4 separate regions of the Sus scrofa genome follow, and regions 2, 3 and 4 are each linked to region 1. Evidence: chromatin contacts called from public Hi-C and HiChIP or PLAC-seq data. All regions are on one chromosome and are shown on one strand. Each heading gives the region's core, a stretch centred on a gene start, on an enhancer-like site or on the middle of the called end of the contact. The rest is flanking DNA. Distances are from core to core; before and after follow the strand shown.

Evidence for each region. A called contact is a pair of places that touch in the nucleus more often than the background predicts. HiChIP or PLAC-seq counts read pairs in DNA pulled down with a chosen protein or histone mark.
Region 2: an H3K27ac HiChIP or PLAC-seq map of alveolar macrophages shows a contact between it and region 1. The contact joins the enhancer-like site here to the promoter of NCOA2 in region 1. A contact is called at or near these places in 1 of 5 promoter capture datasets (liver), 12 of 47 Hi-C or Micro-C datasets (alveolar macrophages, brain, embryonic fibroblasts and 5 more) and 2 of 2 datasets of contacts at active chromatin or transcription factors (alveolar macrophages and skeletal muscle).
Region 3: a contact with region 1 is called in a Hi-C map of embryonic fibroblasts, with 2.9 times the contacts expected there. The contact joins the promoter of LACTB2 here to the promoter of NCOA2 in region 1. A contact is called at or near these places in 1 of 5 promoter capture datasets (liver), 4 of 47 Hi-C or Micro-C datasets (alveolar macrophages, embryonic fibroblasts, heart right ventricle and 1 more) and 2 of 2 datasets of contacts at active chromatin or transcription factors (alveolar macrophages and skeletal muscle).
Region 4: a contact with region 1 is called in an H3K27ac HiChIP or PLAC-seq map of alveolar macrophages. The contact joins the promoter of TRAM1 here to the promoter of NCOA2 in region 1. A contact is called at or near these places in 5 of 47 Hi-C or Micro-C datasets (blood, embryonic fibroblasts, heart right ventricle and 1 more) and 2 of 2 datasets of contacts at active chromatin or transcription factors (alveolar macrophages and skeletal muscle).

What each region holds. Positions count from the first base shown.
Region 1 is chr4:64,952,344-64,955,868 of Sscrofa11.1, forward strand. It overlaps NCOA2 (nuclear receptor coactivator 2), which reads left to right and starts at 1,918. Exons shown (of 23, transcript NM_001114275.1): 1 at 1,918-2,030.
Region 2 is chr4:65,207,514-65,211,038 of Sscrofa11.1, forward strand. It overlaps NCOA2 (nuclear receptor coactivator 2), which reads left to right. Exons shown (of 23, transcript NM_001114275.1): 12 at 1,588-1,798. Among named protein-coding and RNA genes, the nearest start is that of PRDM14, 65 kb to the right of the region's middle. Within about 2 kb of position 1,943, at least 29 of the 83 cell types and tissues checked have an H3K27ac peak or open chromatin away from gene starts, as enhancers often do. A contact at or near this core is called in alveolar macrophages, brain, liver and 1 more, where this site is marked.
Region 3 is chr4:64,709,027-64,712,551 of Sscrofa11.1, forward strand. It overlaps LACTB2 (lactamase beta 2), which reads left to right and starts at 1,751. Exons shown (of 7, transcript NM_001243410.1): 1 at 1,751-1,934. The coding sequence starts at 1,813. All of the region lies in intron 2 of XKR9 (XK-related protein 9), which reads right to left.
Region 4 is chr4:64,766,736-64,770,260 of Sscrofa11.1, forward strand. It overlaps TRAM1 (translocating chain-associated membrane protein 1), which reads left to right and starts at 1,865. Exons shown (of 11, transcript XM_001924618.6): 1 at 1,865-2,245. The coding sequence starts at 2,123.

The sequences.
Region 1 (3,525 bases), core at 668-3,167:
ACGGATATCATGGATTGTTTTTGAAAGCGTGAAATCTACTGTTGCGGAGGATTGATGGACTCTGAACTTCTGCCAAAAAAGGAAGGGATAAACATCTAGGAGAATCTTTTCTTTATCACAACTCAAGAGTTGGGGGTGTGGACAGGAGAGGAAATTAGAGTCCAGCAATGTGACAGACCTCATGTTTGTAGGAATACTAAGGACAAGTGTTTGTGGAAGAATACAGGCCATTAAAAAACCCTCTATTTCCCATTTCTTCCCCCAGTTTGTTGGAGGGCTTTAGGTTTCTAGGAAACCTAATTTTCTGGTTAAGCCAGGTAATTAAAATCTATAAAAAATACTAAATTAATACATGGTGAAGGCAAACATTTCAAACACTATAGCTTAGTGCATAGAAGTGGAAATAGTCCATTATACACCCACTCTTAACCCCCAGTGCTAACAATTTGTTATAGCCTTCTAAATATTTTCTGTGGACAAACACACTCATCACACATAGACATATATATTTTTCTTTCCCAAAATAAAATTGGTGGTATTCCCACAAATTTGAGGTTGAAGAGACCATTAAGAGTGTGAGTTTTGGAGTCTGCCAGAACTGGGCTCAAATCTCTCCAGCTTAATGGCTGTATGACCCCAGGCAAATTACTTCTTTGCTTCAGTTTTCTTTCTTTCTTTCTTTTTTTTTTTTGGGTGAAGGCTAAAAATAGTAATTACTTTATAAAAGGCTTGAGAATCACTCAGCGTAGTGTCATACACAAAGTAAGTGTTCAATAAACACTATTATTGTCAATGGCAAGTGACCTGTCTATTTTAAGGTTAAAAATAAGGAAATTTGTAAAACAAATGTTGCTCATTTTTTCCGACTAATTGTATCTAGGTTGAGAAGAACTTGCTTTTTCCAAGGCATAAAACTGATTCAAATAATATTTGAATGTGGGTTCTCCTGGAATTTTCAGCGCAACTCTTCTGCATCCCCCCAGCATCACTTTCTGATGTCTAAAAAGTGGACTTTGCAGTAAAAAACTTTTGTTTCAGGTCGCGAGGAAAATGCTCAACGAGGTCAGCCTGTGCACTGTGTGTACTTTTGCTTTATCATGCAGTTGCTGGGTGGCATCCTTTTAAGCTCGCCCCACACCGTCGCACCCCTCCACCCCCTCTTGAGATAAGGCTTCAGCGGGAGAAGCCTGCTCTCTTGGGAACCAAGGGAGAACTGATGGAGGAAGGCTCCTCTAGGGCGCAGCAGGAGACGCGGTGCGTGCGAGGTGCGCCCTAGGGTGCAGGCTGCTGGCACAGGGGCCCGGCCGGAGCACGGGCGGGAGGCTTCCATCCGGGCGAGCCTGGTACTGGGCTCTCCACGATCTTCGCGCGGGGGCATCTTCTCCGCTGTCTGCAGCCTCAAGATCCCACTGCCTCCACTCTGCAGCCCCGGCCTGTCCCATCCGTTCTCTTTCCTTTTTGGCACTGCCCTTTGCCCTCCCATGGAGTCATCTGTTTACTCTCCCTTCACTTCCAGTCACCCATAGGCCACCCTCCCTTTACCACCACAGTCCCATTTTGTCCTCTCTCCCTTCTCTCCTCACTCTTCACCTCTCCTCGGGGTCGCCTTCTCAGAGGACTCCGCCGACGGAGATGCTGCGGACTCCGCGGCCAGGGTCTGCCCCCAGGAGAACCCTCCGTCCACCTTTGCCCCTTCCCCGGGGGCGCGGGAGGCAAGTTTCCGCCCCATCCTTTCCCCAGTGACAGGACTTGCTGCGGCCACGGCCAGGGAGGAGGAGGGAGGGACGGCCTGGCTCCCGAGCCCCCTCCCCTGCTCGCGAGCTCGCGCGGTCTGTGTCTTTCGGCAAGTGCGGAGACGCGGAGGAGGAGGAGGAGGAGGAGGGAGTTGGGGGAGGATCTCCATTGAAATAAACAACCAGGCAGCAGTTATTAACACGGGAACATGGCGGCCGCAGCCTCAGCCACAGCTTCGGCAGCGAAGGTCAGCGCCGACGGCAGCCGGCACCTGACGGCGTGACCGACCCGAGCCGGTAACCGCGCCTTCCCTGGGGGCCGCGAGGGCGGGAGGGAGGCGGGCGGCGGGCGGGGGGCGCCGCGTCCCCACCCCCGGCTGCGACTGCCCTTCCTGCGCGGAGCCGGGCTGAGCCGTGCGGAGCCGTGCGCGGCCGAGAGGGCTGTTTTGTGTGCGGGGACCGCTGCCTTGGTTCGCGGACGACGGGAGTTGCATCCCGGAGGCACCGCGAAGCTGGGGAGTTGGGGCTTGGGGGGTGGGGAGGGCGGGAAGCGGCGGGGAGACGCGGAGTCCCTGGGAGAGAAAGGAGGCACTCCAGCGCTTTGCGAGAGCTTGGGAGACGAGTCCCGGAGCGCGAGGCGGGCGGAGGCTGCAGCCGGCGGCGCCGGCGAGAGGTGAGAGCCCAGGCACAGCGGGGAGGCCGGGTGCGCGGGTGCGGCCCCCTCCAGCGGAGCCAGGCGCCCGCCGCCCTGCCCGGTGCGGGGTCGGCGAGGACCGCGGCTCCTGCGCCCTCGGGGAATGCCAGACAGAGACGGGAAGGTGAAGCCCGAGAAGGTGCATTCTTTCATGGAAACACGGGGCGACTGCAGCGCGGGGTGGGAGCTGGGCGAGGGGAGGCAGGACTGGGGAAGTGCTCGGGGGTGTGTGAAGGTGAAGCGTCGCGTCAGGGGCGGCCGGCGGGGTGAGACGCCGGGAGGATGGGATCCGCGGCCCGGCGGCCGGGCCCGGCCAGTGTCAGCGCCGGGGGCGGGGGCCGAGGGGCAACGCGCGCCTCAGGCGGACGGGAAGGAGCTGCGGCGGGCGGGGCGGGCGGCGCGCTCTGGCCGAGCAGGCCGGGCTGCGGTGGGGGCGGGGAGCCGGGGGCCGGACCGCGGCGGCGCCGAGCCGGGCTCGCCTCTGACTTAACTTTCTGGGTGCGGGCGTGTGTGCCGGAGGCGCGCAGGGGCCGGGGCTGGGGGCGGGAGGCGGTCCGGGAGGTTCCGGGTTGGCTCTCCAGCGCCCCCTTTTCTCTTCCCCTTCTCCCCGCCCCTGAAGGGACAGGCCCTCAGGGCCCAGGCGGGAAGCGGGAGGGGCCCTCCCGGCCGGCTCGCGACGGTCACGCCCCGGACCCGGGGACACTTCTGTCTCGGGCCTCTGGGGGCTCCTGGGGGAGGTGGCCAGGGTCGTCGCTGCGCGCTGGAGCTCCCCGCCCCCCACCCCTCCGGGGAGTCCCGGAGGCGCCTCTTCGAGATCGGGGGTGGGTCGGTCCCTGGTTAGCTGGTCCCTCCCTCTTCCCCCTCCCCCTAGTGGTTTCCGGGGCCTGCGGGACCGAGGGGCGGGAATCGGGGACCTGAGCTCCTGGCACCCGCTCGGACCTGGACTGGGCCTTACGCCGTCCGGGTCTGTCACTGATAGGGGAAACTTTCCCAAACCGGGGACCGAGCCTGAGCACCCTCCTCCGCCACCTCGTCCTCTAATCCCACTCCCACTCCACCTATTCCAACGCCTTCCCCTCCCACCGACCCGATTCTCGC
Region 2 (3,525 bases), core at 693-3,192, 260 kb after region 1:
TTGCTCTAACAATGTGTTAGGAATTCCTTGGAAAATGGATCTCCAAGTTCTTGGTAAGCTAGTTGACTATGAACAAAGAATGCAATAAAATACTGCATCATTGTATCCTTCTTAACTTGAGAAATATGTCCCCTAAAAAGGCTCCCTCCATAGATAGTACATTGGCCATAAATTGTAAAAACCTCAGTAAATCTGGTTTCTTTTGTATTGAATAAAACTGTAAGCCATTCTGCTTTAAGTATACCTCATATTTGGAGTTCCCGTCGTGGCACAGTGGTAACGAATCTGACTAGGAACCATGAGGTTGTGGGTTTGATCCCTGGCCTTGCGCAGTAGGTTAAGGATCTGGCGTTGCCATGAGCTGTGGTATAGGTCACAAGACGAGGTTTGGATCCTGCGTGGCTGTGGTATAGGCTGGCAGCTGTAGCCCCAATTCAACCCCTAGCCAGGGAACCTCCATGTGCTATGGGTACGGCCCTAAAAAGAAAAAGAAAAAAAAAAGTATACCTCTTCTTGTAAATGATTTCACTTGAATTGCCAGTGTAGAAAAAAGGGTTAGTCATGGTCAAGGATTCAAAGTCCATCCAGTGACTTTGGGGAAATTGCCTAACTTGTGTTTTACACACATCAGGAGAATCACTCTTAACCACTCTTTGCACTAGAAAGAACTCCTGGCATTTAACTTTAGCTATTTACCTATGTGGTTGGCACCGTCTGATTTTTAAATACTTGGTACATAGAGAGATACTACTTAAAAGACCATAAATTCAATTGAGCTCTCCAGAACAAAAGTGCTAGATGTGAAGTAGTGGAGATAGCTAACTTATTATTTGAACGTTGGTAATTGAAAGGAAGCTATCCTAATAAAGGAAAAAGCCCTAAGAAGGATTTTTATGGCTTCTATAAAGTCAGATTATTAGATGCTATGTTTGGGGGCAGCCTGCTTTTATCCTGCTTCCCTACATTTGTCACCTAAGCTGGTAAGTGACTGGTTTTCAGTGTCATTCGAAACTGAAAGTGTAAGCAGGAAAAAAACACCACTCAAAGTGAAAAGGCAGTGCTGAGCTATTCAGGGTTACTGCAAGCCTATTGTGCATTTTCCCCCTTGCTGTTAAAAAGAAAAAGAAAGTTCTAAAATGACCATTTACTAATACTGATTTGGTGTAAATTGGCATCCTACTTTCTACCAATTTGTTGTTGTTATTTCTTAGGGATTGTTAACCACAAAACCTTGTCTGTAAGGTCCACTCTTACTTTATTAGAAATACACGTACTCATGATGAATTGAACCACTAGCACAAAATAAAGGGGATTTTATAAGTTGCCAGTGACTCACAATACTAGGAGAGAGCTTTCCTTCTAATTCAGTCAGCTCTATTTTTACACCTGAAGAAACTGAGGACCAAGAGATCAAAGTATTTGTCCTTTGTCAATTTAATTTTTTTTACGATGATCACTTAACTGTTAGGTCTGAGGTATGCACGCGTCTGCATCTTTTCCTTGGCCTTAGGTCTGTAATTAGAAATAGGAGTGCGGCACCCACTCTTAGCTTAGGCCTGGATAAACTCTTCTGTTTGTTAACCGCAGCCTGGCAGTGAGCTGGACAACTTGGAGGAGATTTTGGATGATTTGCAGAATAGTCAATTACCACAGCTTTTCCCAGACACGAGGCCAGGCGCCCCTGCTGGATCAGTTGACAAGCAAGCCATCATCAATGACCTCATGCAACTCACAGCTGAAAACAGCCCCGTTACACCTGTTGGAGCCCAGAAAACAGCATTGCGAATTTCACAGAGCAGTGAGTATGAGATATTGATGGTTATGCCAAGAAATTCCCATGTAATCACCATCAGAAACAGGGATTATTAAAATCTGATGCAAACAGCTTAGTCACTTCAAGGTTTTTATGGTCAAATAGCACCATCTACCGTCCTAGCCCATCAAAACAATATTCAGGCTGATTCTGGTGAGCTTGGCCTTGCTGCAGGCGCTTGTGGTTAATTTAATCAGCATGGAATGAGGCTGACCTGCATATATAAAGTTCTTCAGATGATTGTTATAGTTCCCTTTGTTACAGTTAAAAAAGATTTTCTGTATCTTAAGATATGGCTGAATATTTAAAATACAGAAACTTAGAAAGTTATGCTGACTTTTTAGGAATAATATACTACTAAAAATTTGTATCAGAATATTATCTCTTAGGAATTCTCCTATAAATAGCAGTTGTACATGGAAATCTATTATAGATAAATGTTTTCTAAGTACATGTTACATTTAGTGGACTATAAAGCTGGAAGACTTTAGACTGTTATATAGTACATTTTTATTGTTTATTTTTATTTGGATATTTTTGTAAGCTTAAGAAGTCTTTCTTTACTATGAACACTGAACACTTAGTTTGCATAACTTGATAGTCACCTCATGTTGTCCCATAGTTTTGAGTGGAAGAAAATACCTTTCCTGCTCCAGGGACGTAGTTAGAAAGACAGAGAACCTCTGTGTTAAATTGGTAAGCAGAATGATCTTTCCCTCTTCAGAACCAATTTGACCCATTTCTCAAAGGAGAAACGGCAACCATCAACCAAATTCCAAAATAGCTTTAATTAATGGTTCCTTTCTCAAAGTGATTGCTGGAGTTCCCATTGTGGTGCAGTGGAAATGAATCCAACTAGGAGCCATGAGGTTGCAGGTTCAATCCCTGGCCTCGCTCAGTGGGTTAAGGATCCAGTGTTGCCATGAGCTGTGATGTAGGTCGCAGACATGGCTCTGATCCCTCTTTACTGTGGCTGTGCCGTAGGCCGGCAGCAACAGCTCTGAATAGACTCCTAGCCTGGGAACCTCCATATGCCGTGGGTGCAGCCCTAAAAAAGAAAAGTGAATCCTGATCATTCAGAAAAAGGTAAAGCAAAATAAGGGTTTTTGCTTCTCTCTCAACCTGCCTATTTCTTAGGGAATGGAGGGTTCCTTGTGGCCCATGAGTCAGAGAGTTGAGAGGTGAGGAAGAAACACAGTAGGGAGTTTTAAGTTCCCATCGTGGCACAGTGGAAACAATTCCAACTAGGAACCATGAGATTTCGGGTTCAATCCCTGGCCTCGCTCAATGGGTTAAGGATCTGGCGTTGCCCTGAGCTTTGGCTTAGTAGGCCGGCGGCTACAGCTCTGATTTGACCCCTAGCCTGGGAACTTCCATATGCCAAGGGTGCGGCCCTAAAAAGCAAAAATAAAAACAAAATGCCATAGGGAGTTTAATGGCTTCTCCTCTGTTTGTACCTCCTGATGGTATTCAGACTATTGAATGGTAACCAGATCACTAAACCTGAGGAAGTCAGATTAAGCATGTGCATAATTCTCATTCCAAACCCTAATTCTTCTAATATTTTATTTCTGGTATTGACTGTTAAGAACTCTAATACATTTTAAATGTTCTCTTTCATTCTGTGTTTAAATAATTCAGAGAAAATAACGTACTTGGTATTGTTTAATGTACTAGCTCTTTGGATTCTAATTTATAGTAGCTTTGTACTT
Region 3 (3,525 bases), core at 501-3,000, 240 kb before region 1:
ACAGCTGGGACCTGGTGTTGCTGTAGCTGTGGTGTAGGCCGGCAGCTGTAGCTCGGATTCGACTTCTACCATGGGAACCTCCATATACCGCAGATGTGGCCCTAAAAAGCAAAAAAAAAAAAAAAAAAAAAAAAAATGTCCTAGGAGTTCCTACTGTGGCACAATGGGATCGGCAGCGTCCTGGGAGCACTGGGATACAGTGGTCCAGGAAAGAGCCAGCATTGCAACAGAGGCTCGGATCTGACCCCTGGCCTGGGAACTCCACAAGCCCCCAGGCCAAAAAAAAAAAAAAAAAGTGTATGTCCTAAACCTTAGAACCACAAGCATCTAATGCGTCAATTTCTAACTTGTTTTGAAAAAATTGGTGGGCTGGGATAGCTGATACGTTATCTTTTGGGGTGGTGGTTACATACAATTGCCCTAACTGAATGAAACTGATCATGGAATCTGCGCATTTTCTTTTAGGTAAAGTGTAACTGGATTCTTTTTTCAATGCGAAGGGCTAATTCATACGGAGGCAGTTAATGCTCAGCAAACTAGGAAAAAAACCTCCTTACAGAGGTCCCTTTTGTCTTGGGCACAGCCTCCGGCCAAGAGGCCGCCCGAATTCTCTGGGTGGTTGAGTGGCTGAAGGAGGCAGACACAAGCTCCCTGCACCTGCTGGGATGGGGGCGGGTGTTTGCAGGTTGAGGGAACAAGGCTTCAGACTCAGGGCTGGATTCACAAAACTCTGCCACCCAGACAAAACTCCAAACCTCCGTTTAGAAAATGAGAAATAAAATAAAATAAAATAAATAAAATAAAATAAAATAAATAAAATAAAATAAAATAATGCTTTCCTCATGTTGTGAAGATGAAATGAGGTAGTGGCTGTAAAAAACATCACAATAGTAAGCGCTTAAAAAAAAAAAAACCATCGTTATTGCTATTTCTTCTGTGGGGCGTTTTTATTGGGAGGGTTTTTTTTTTTTTTTTTGGTTTTTTTATGGGGGGGGTGTAATTCTGGTGAAGGTTCTGGATTATGCATCGATCATTTCCGTGCCTGTCCACCTGGTATAGGATTCCGGTGGAACCCAGTCAAACCTGGGCTTCACTGACTCCTTTCAAAGAAACTTAGTTTTCTACCATCCCAGAAGCTCTTCGAGAGGATTCGCTTGGAAGCCGTTTCATTCTGGCCCAAGCTGCTGAAACTATTCAGCTAATCCCACACATGCTTTAAATCTGTCTCGAAGTCTAGCTCTTCGCAGAAAATATTGTTTCCCTGCCCGTTACTGCTATTTCTTATAAAAGGTTACTCCTCACACCCCACCCTCGCCTGTGAACCCCTCGAGCGAGCCTCCTGGGATTTACTAGCCAATAACTAACCCCAGACCTGCCTGCCCCTTGTTTCATCACAAGACTTCCCAGGTTAAAATGTCTCTCCTGCACTCAGATGAACTCGCCTGCCTGGACACAGACTCCCGCGAAGGTACCAATCTCTGGGGCAGGCGGCCGCGGGCCGAAATCCAGCCTCACCTCACGGCTCCTCGCGCTTAGCGGCTCGAGCCAGTGAACTCCCCCGCGCCGCTGCCTGTGAAACCCGGGCAGCGCCACGTGACCACTGACCCCGCCCCCGCAATCCTCCGATTTCCCCTCCCGCTCCAAGCACGCGGCGTCACGTGGCCTCTGGCCCCGCCCCTGCGCCGCGACCGTTCCCTCTTCCTATCAGCGAGAGCGGTGTCACGCGACCACTGGCCCCGCCCCTGGCCTTGTTGCTTGGTGCGCACCCCAGCCGGCCTGCCAGCCCCGTGCCAGTAAGCGGCAGTGGTAGATATGGCTGCTGTCCTGCAGCGCATTGAACGGCTGTCCAGTCGGGTGATTCGCGTCCTGGGCTGTAACCCGGGTCCCATGACTCTGCAGGGCACCAACACCTACTTGGTGGGGACCGGCCCCAGGTAAATGTCCCCTCTTCCCCAATCATACACAACGGCCGGCGGGAAGCATGGAGCTGGGGCTGGGATGGCTGCTGGCCGCGGGTGGGTCAACTCTCTAACTTGCAAATGGCTAATGAAAAGAAAAAAAAAAAAAAAAAAACTTCCTGTTTTTGAGACACAATTTACTCTGCTTGATGTTGAATGCCATGAAAGCGTGTTTAAGCTGTTGAGAAACTAGGATCGCCTGGAATTGCTAAGAATGCTTGGAAGCGTTTGCTCACCTTCTGAATTTTACTGGTGTTGGGTGCAGAGTGTAACTTCTCGCCTGAGGGATTGGTGGTGCTGAGGCCTTTTGCTTAACTCAGCAGCAGAGGGCAGAGTTTTCTTGCTTCAAATTCAAGTCTGAAACTCGAAAGAGCCCCTTAACCTTTGGGAAAGAGGAGCTAACTTTGTTTTGTTATTAATGTGTGGCCTTATTTATTTTGCGGATGGAATAATCTGTACTTTTAAGATTTTTCTTTTGTTAGATGCATTCTGTTTTAGTGGAATTATGTAGAAACGGGAAGATGTAATTTACTGCACAATACGTGCACTGAGCAATATTTTTGTAGTACTTTTTAGCATACTCTAGATAACAAAAAATAAAAATAAGGTGTAGTTCCCCTCGAGCCCAGAATGTAATTGTTCAGTGGAGACATGTTACAGTTGGTAAAATATAGTCGATTACTAAAAAACAGCTTAGGTATAGTATATTGGGTTTTCATTTGAAGGCCCTACTCTATTTGCCATCTTCCAGTAAATCAGAATTTTAGGAGCAGCCAGACAGTGTGTCTGGAAGTACTGCCAGTCAAGCAGGCAAAAGGTTAAGTCCAGGGTAAACAAGGCAAGGTCAGAGTGAAAGGATGTCTTGAGAATCTTGGAGGATAGAAAATTAAGTGGGAAAAATACCTGATATCTAACATAGAGTCTGAGTTAGCTGGGACTCCTCACACCAGGAAGGCCATAAGTGAGCTCTTCCCTCTTCAGCATGTCTTAAAAGAGTCCTAAAGTCAGTACCTAAGATGGAATTACATAGAGTCAAAATTACCCTAGAAAGTCTCTCAGGAAAACACTGTGTTGGAGATCAGGGTATTGTCTCTCAATAAGCTCAACACATCCAGCTTTTCTTCCAGCGATGAAACAGATGGCTGGTTCTGTTTGAAAACCAGACGAAGAAGTTGGCTTGCGTTTAGGGGCCGTGTTGTATGAAAAAATCCATACTGTATCTTTAAACACTAGAATCACACTCAGCGTAGCCAAGTGAACCTAAAACTGATTGAGGGGAAAGCAGATGCACTGTCTTCCATCTTACTGCTTATTCTATGACTCACATAAACCCAGATGGGAAAGGCCAGTGGAATTGCTCATAGATAGAAAAGATGATGATGAGCCCATGCAGTTGAGCTAGATGTTGCTGCTCTGCTGTCTAAAGTAGAAGTTAGGGGGAGTTCCCCATCATGGCGCAGTGGTTAACGAATCTGACTAGGAACCATGAGGTCGAGGGTTCAATCCCTGGCCTTGCTCAGTGGGTTAAGGATCCAGCGTTGCCATGAGCTGTGGTGTAGGTAGCAGA
Region 4 (3,525 bases), core at 615-3,114, 190 kb before region 1:
GTGCCATTCAGTCATGCTACCTTTCCATGAAGGAGAAGGGAGGCCATCAAAAAATCCTGTTAGAATTATTATTCTGATATAAATTTGGAAGGTGATTTGGAGGTAGGTAAAACTAGCAAGTGTTTGATCAGAAAGTAGGAAAATAATAAGAGCTAACATTTTTTTTTTTTGGCCACACCCATGGCATGCAGAAGTTCCAAAGATGGAACTTGAACCACAGCAGTGACCTGCCACAGCATTGATAGTGATGGATCCTTAACCTGCTGAGCCACCAGGGAACTCCAATTGCTAATATTTATAGAGTCCTAAATTTCTACTTATCACTTTCTTTGAATCATCTCATTTAATCACTAGAAGAGGTATTACAATTATCCCCTTTTTATTGGTGATATCTTTTTATTGTTTGCTCCTTCACTTCTTCAGGTCTTCAGGCAAATGCAACTTCCCCACACTTTCCCTTGCTTTATTTTTCTCCAAGACCCTCAGCTCAATTTTACATATGTTTCACTTTTTACATCTTGTTTAAAGACCCTCTTCCCGGAGTTCCCATCATTGCTCAGTGGTTAAAGAATATGACTAGGAACCATGAGGTTGCGGGATCGATCCCTGGTCTTACTCAGTGGGTTAAGGATCCAGGATTGCCGTGAGCTGTGGTGTAGGTCGCAGACGCGCCTTGGATCTGGCATTGCTGTGGCTGTGGTATAGGCCGGGGGCTACAGCTCCAATTCAACCCCTAGCCTGGGAACCTCCATATGCCACAGGTGCAGCCCTAGAAAAGACAATAAATAAATAAATAAATAATAAAAAAGATCCTCTTCCCATTCTAGAATGAAAGCCCATAAGAATAGGTTCATTTGTCTTTTTCCTTCAGTTCCTTAGCACATGGTAGATGCCCAATAAATATTTTTGAATACCTTAATAAATGAGGAAATTGAGCCTATGATCATGAGGGTAATAAGTGACAGAATTCTGATTAAAATACTCACCTTCTTAACCCACTAAGGGATTCACCAGAGTTGTAATATCACAGGTGAGAGATGAGTCCCCCCCCCCCCCCGAGGCTGCAGCACTGGGAAGGGGGAAGTGGTCAGAGTGGTAATAGTTTGGACATGGAAGGATGCTGGAAGGGATTAGTCTAGGATGACTGTGGTTTCTAGATTTGGCAAATCGGTAAATAGCAGTATAGCTCATCGGAAGAAAGAATACAAAGGAATCTTGTTTGGGGCAGAAACATGGAAGAAGAGGACATGTCTCTTCCTCAAACTTTTTAAAAATCACCTCCCTAGGTTACCAAGAAGTGTTGTTAATAAGTTCGAAGCAAGTAAACCCAAACTGATCTCGTCTTCAGTTGGATTGCTATTGGGAGATGGGGATGGGGGATGGGTAGGTGAGACCAAATAGGAATTGCTCTTTTTAAAAAACTAACTCAAGCCTACCAGGATCAGGAGAAAGAACTCAGGAGTGTTTAAAATAACTCTGAAGTTAATATTTAAGGCAGATGCTAAAACAGAAGAATGTGCCTACCCTCGTGTAGTTCAGCCGTAGTCATATGTTTAGATTATCGTGACTGTGGCAGTGGCTTTCAAGACGTGATAGGGTGGAAGCAAGCAGTGACACCCAAGCGCTGGGTGGCCAGGAAGGCGGGAAGGCAGATGGGCTGCATTGCACGCCACAGCACGTGGCCGCCCTCGGACCCTGCCGCGGACTCAGCCAGTTAAGCCTCCTGCTCGCGCCCCAAACGACTCCCAACCCCCGCCCTGGAGCGGAGCACAGGAGGCGCGGCTCAGGTTCCTTTACACTCCCCGGCCACGGGCGGACGGCCTCCGGCCCCTAGGCGGCGCTGCGGACTCGCAGGGGCGGCCGCAGCACGAGTGAGCGCCGCCTCCCCACTGCGCATGCTCGCTTTCAGTGTGGGCTCGGTTTTACTTTTTTTTTTTTTTTTTTTTTCCGGGCGGCCCCGGCGGCTGCGTACTGGCTGTGGGATGGGAAGTGAAGCCCCAGCGAGCGGCAGCGGCGGGGCTGTGAGGAGCAGCCAGGGGGAGGCGGCGGCGGCGAGTCGGTGAGCAGCTGGGAAGAGCGGAGCCGGGGCGGAGCACCTGCAGGCACGGGCGGCGGCTTCACCATGGCGATTCGCAAGAAGAGCACCAAGAGCCCCCCGGTCCTGAGCCACGAATTCGTCCTGCAGAATCACGCGGACATCGTCTCCTGTATGGCGATGGTTTTCCTGCTGGGGCTCATGTTCGAGGTGAGCCCGGCCCGCTCCCTAACCGCCCCTCCGCCCCCCTCCCCGGGCCCCGCCTGCCAGCTCAGCCCTTCGGCCCGGGACTGGGGGGGACCCCAGCCGCGGGGAGGTGCCGGCCGCCCGGCCGGGAGGAGCGGGCCTGCCCCGCCCCGGCCTGGGGCTCCGCGGCCCCGGGGGCCTGGCCGCCGCCTTCCCGCCTGCAGGGGTCGGGGCCGCCGGGTCGCCCCCTCGGCCACGGTGCACGCCTCCCTCCCGCCGCCGCCGCCGCCCCCTCCCGCCGGCCGCGCCGCGCAGTTCCTGGTTCCCGCGAAGGGTTACGTGGCAGCCGGCGAGGGGCCGGCGGGCGGCGGGGGCGGCCCCTGAGCGCCGAGCTGGCTGCGGGCGGTGGGCGGGCTGGGGAATGGCCGGCGCGGCGGGCTGGCCAGGCCCCGGGGGCCGGGGAGCGCCCGGTGCCTGGGGCGGGGGCCGCCGTAGCACGGAGTTTGGGGTGAGACGGACCGAGCCGGGCGTCCGCAGCCCAGTGGAAGGGCGGTGGCCGCGGGGCAGCGAGTGACCGCTGCGGGATTGTTTTAACTCCCATCTCGCAAACTGGTATTGTTACCAGTGATCGAACTTTTTGCCCCGACTTTTTGCTCTTTCCGTAAAGAAGCAAAGTCTGGTCGAGAAATCGGGGTTTTGAATAGCAGTGCCGAGGAGTCGAATAATTTTCTTTTTGTTTCTTGAAGTAGGAGAGGATGGAAATGTCAGGAGTGTGTAAATTCTCTTCCCACGTATCGAGTATTGTGATGACTTACTTAACAGCTGTTGAATGTGGGTAATAAACTTTGCAGGGTGAGCGTGTAACATCCTACGGCTTTCTTTGCCTCGCTCCCCAATGCACACGCCCATTCCTTATTTTCTTTCTCATTTTAATTAATTTTTCTCTAGCTCTTGTGCCCCATCAAATACACGATTTTACTTATTTATTGTGGCCCCCCCCCGCGCGCTTCCTGGAAGGGCAGAAAAAAAAATTTTTTTTATCTTAATCTCCAGCGTCTAGAATAGGGCCTGGGATGTAGGAGGTGCTTACAAAATATTTGATGAGTGACATTAAGAATTCATGAAAAAAAAACTAGTGGAATGAGACAGCCAAAAGATGAATATAGTTTTTAGGTGGGTTTTTTTTTTTAAGGTTCTTATTAGGTAACTTTATATTTTATTTTTGCTTCTCTTCAAATAGGCTTTTCTGGATCTAGATATCGATTTTTTTTTTTTTTTATTCTTGACTGTTATTTATGTCCGTT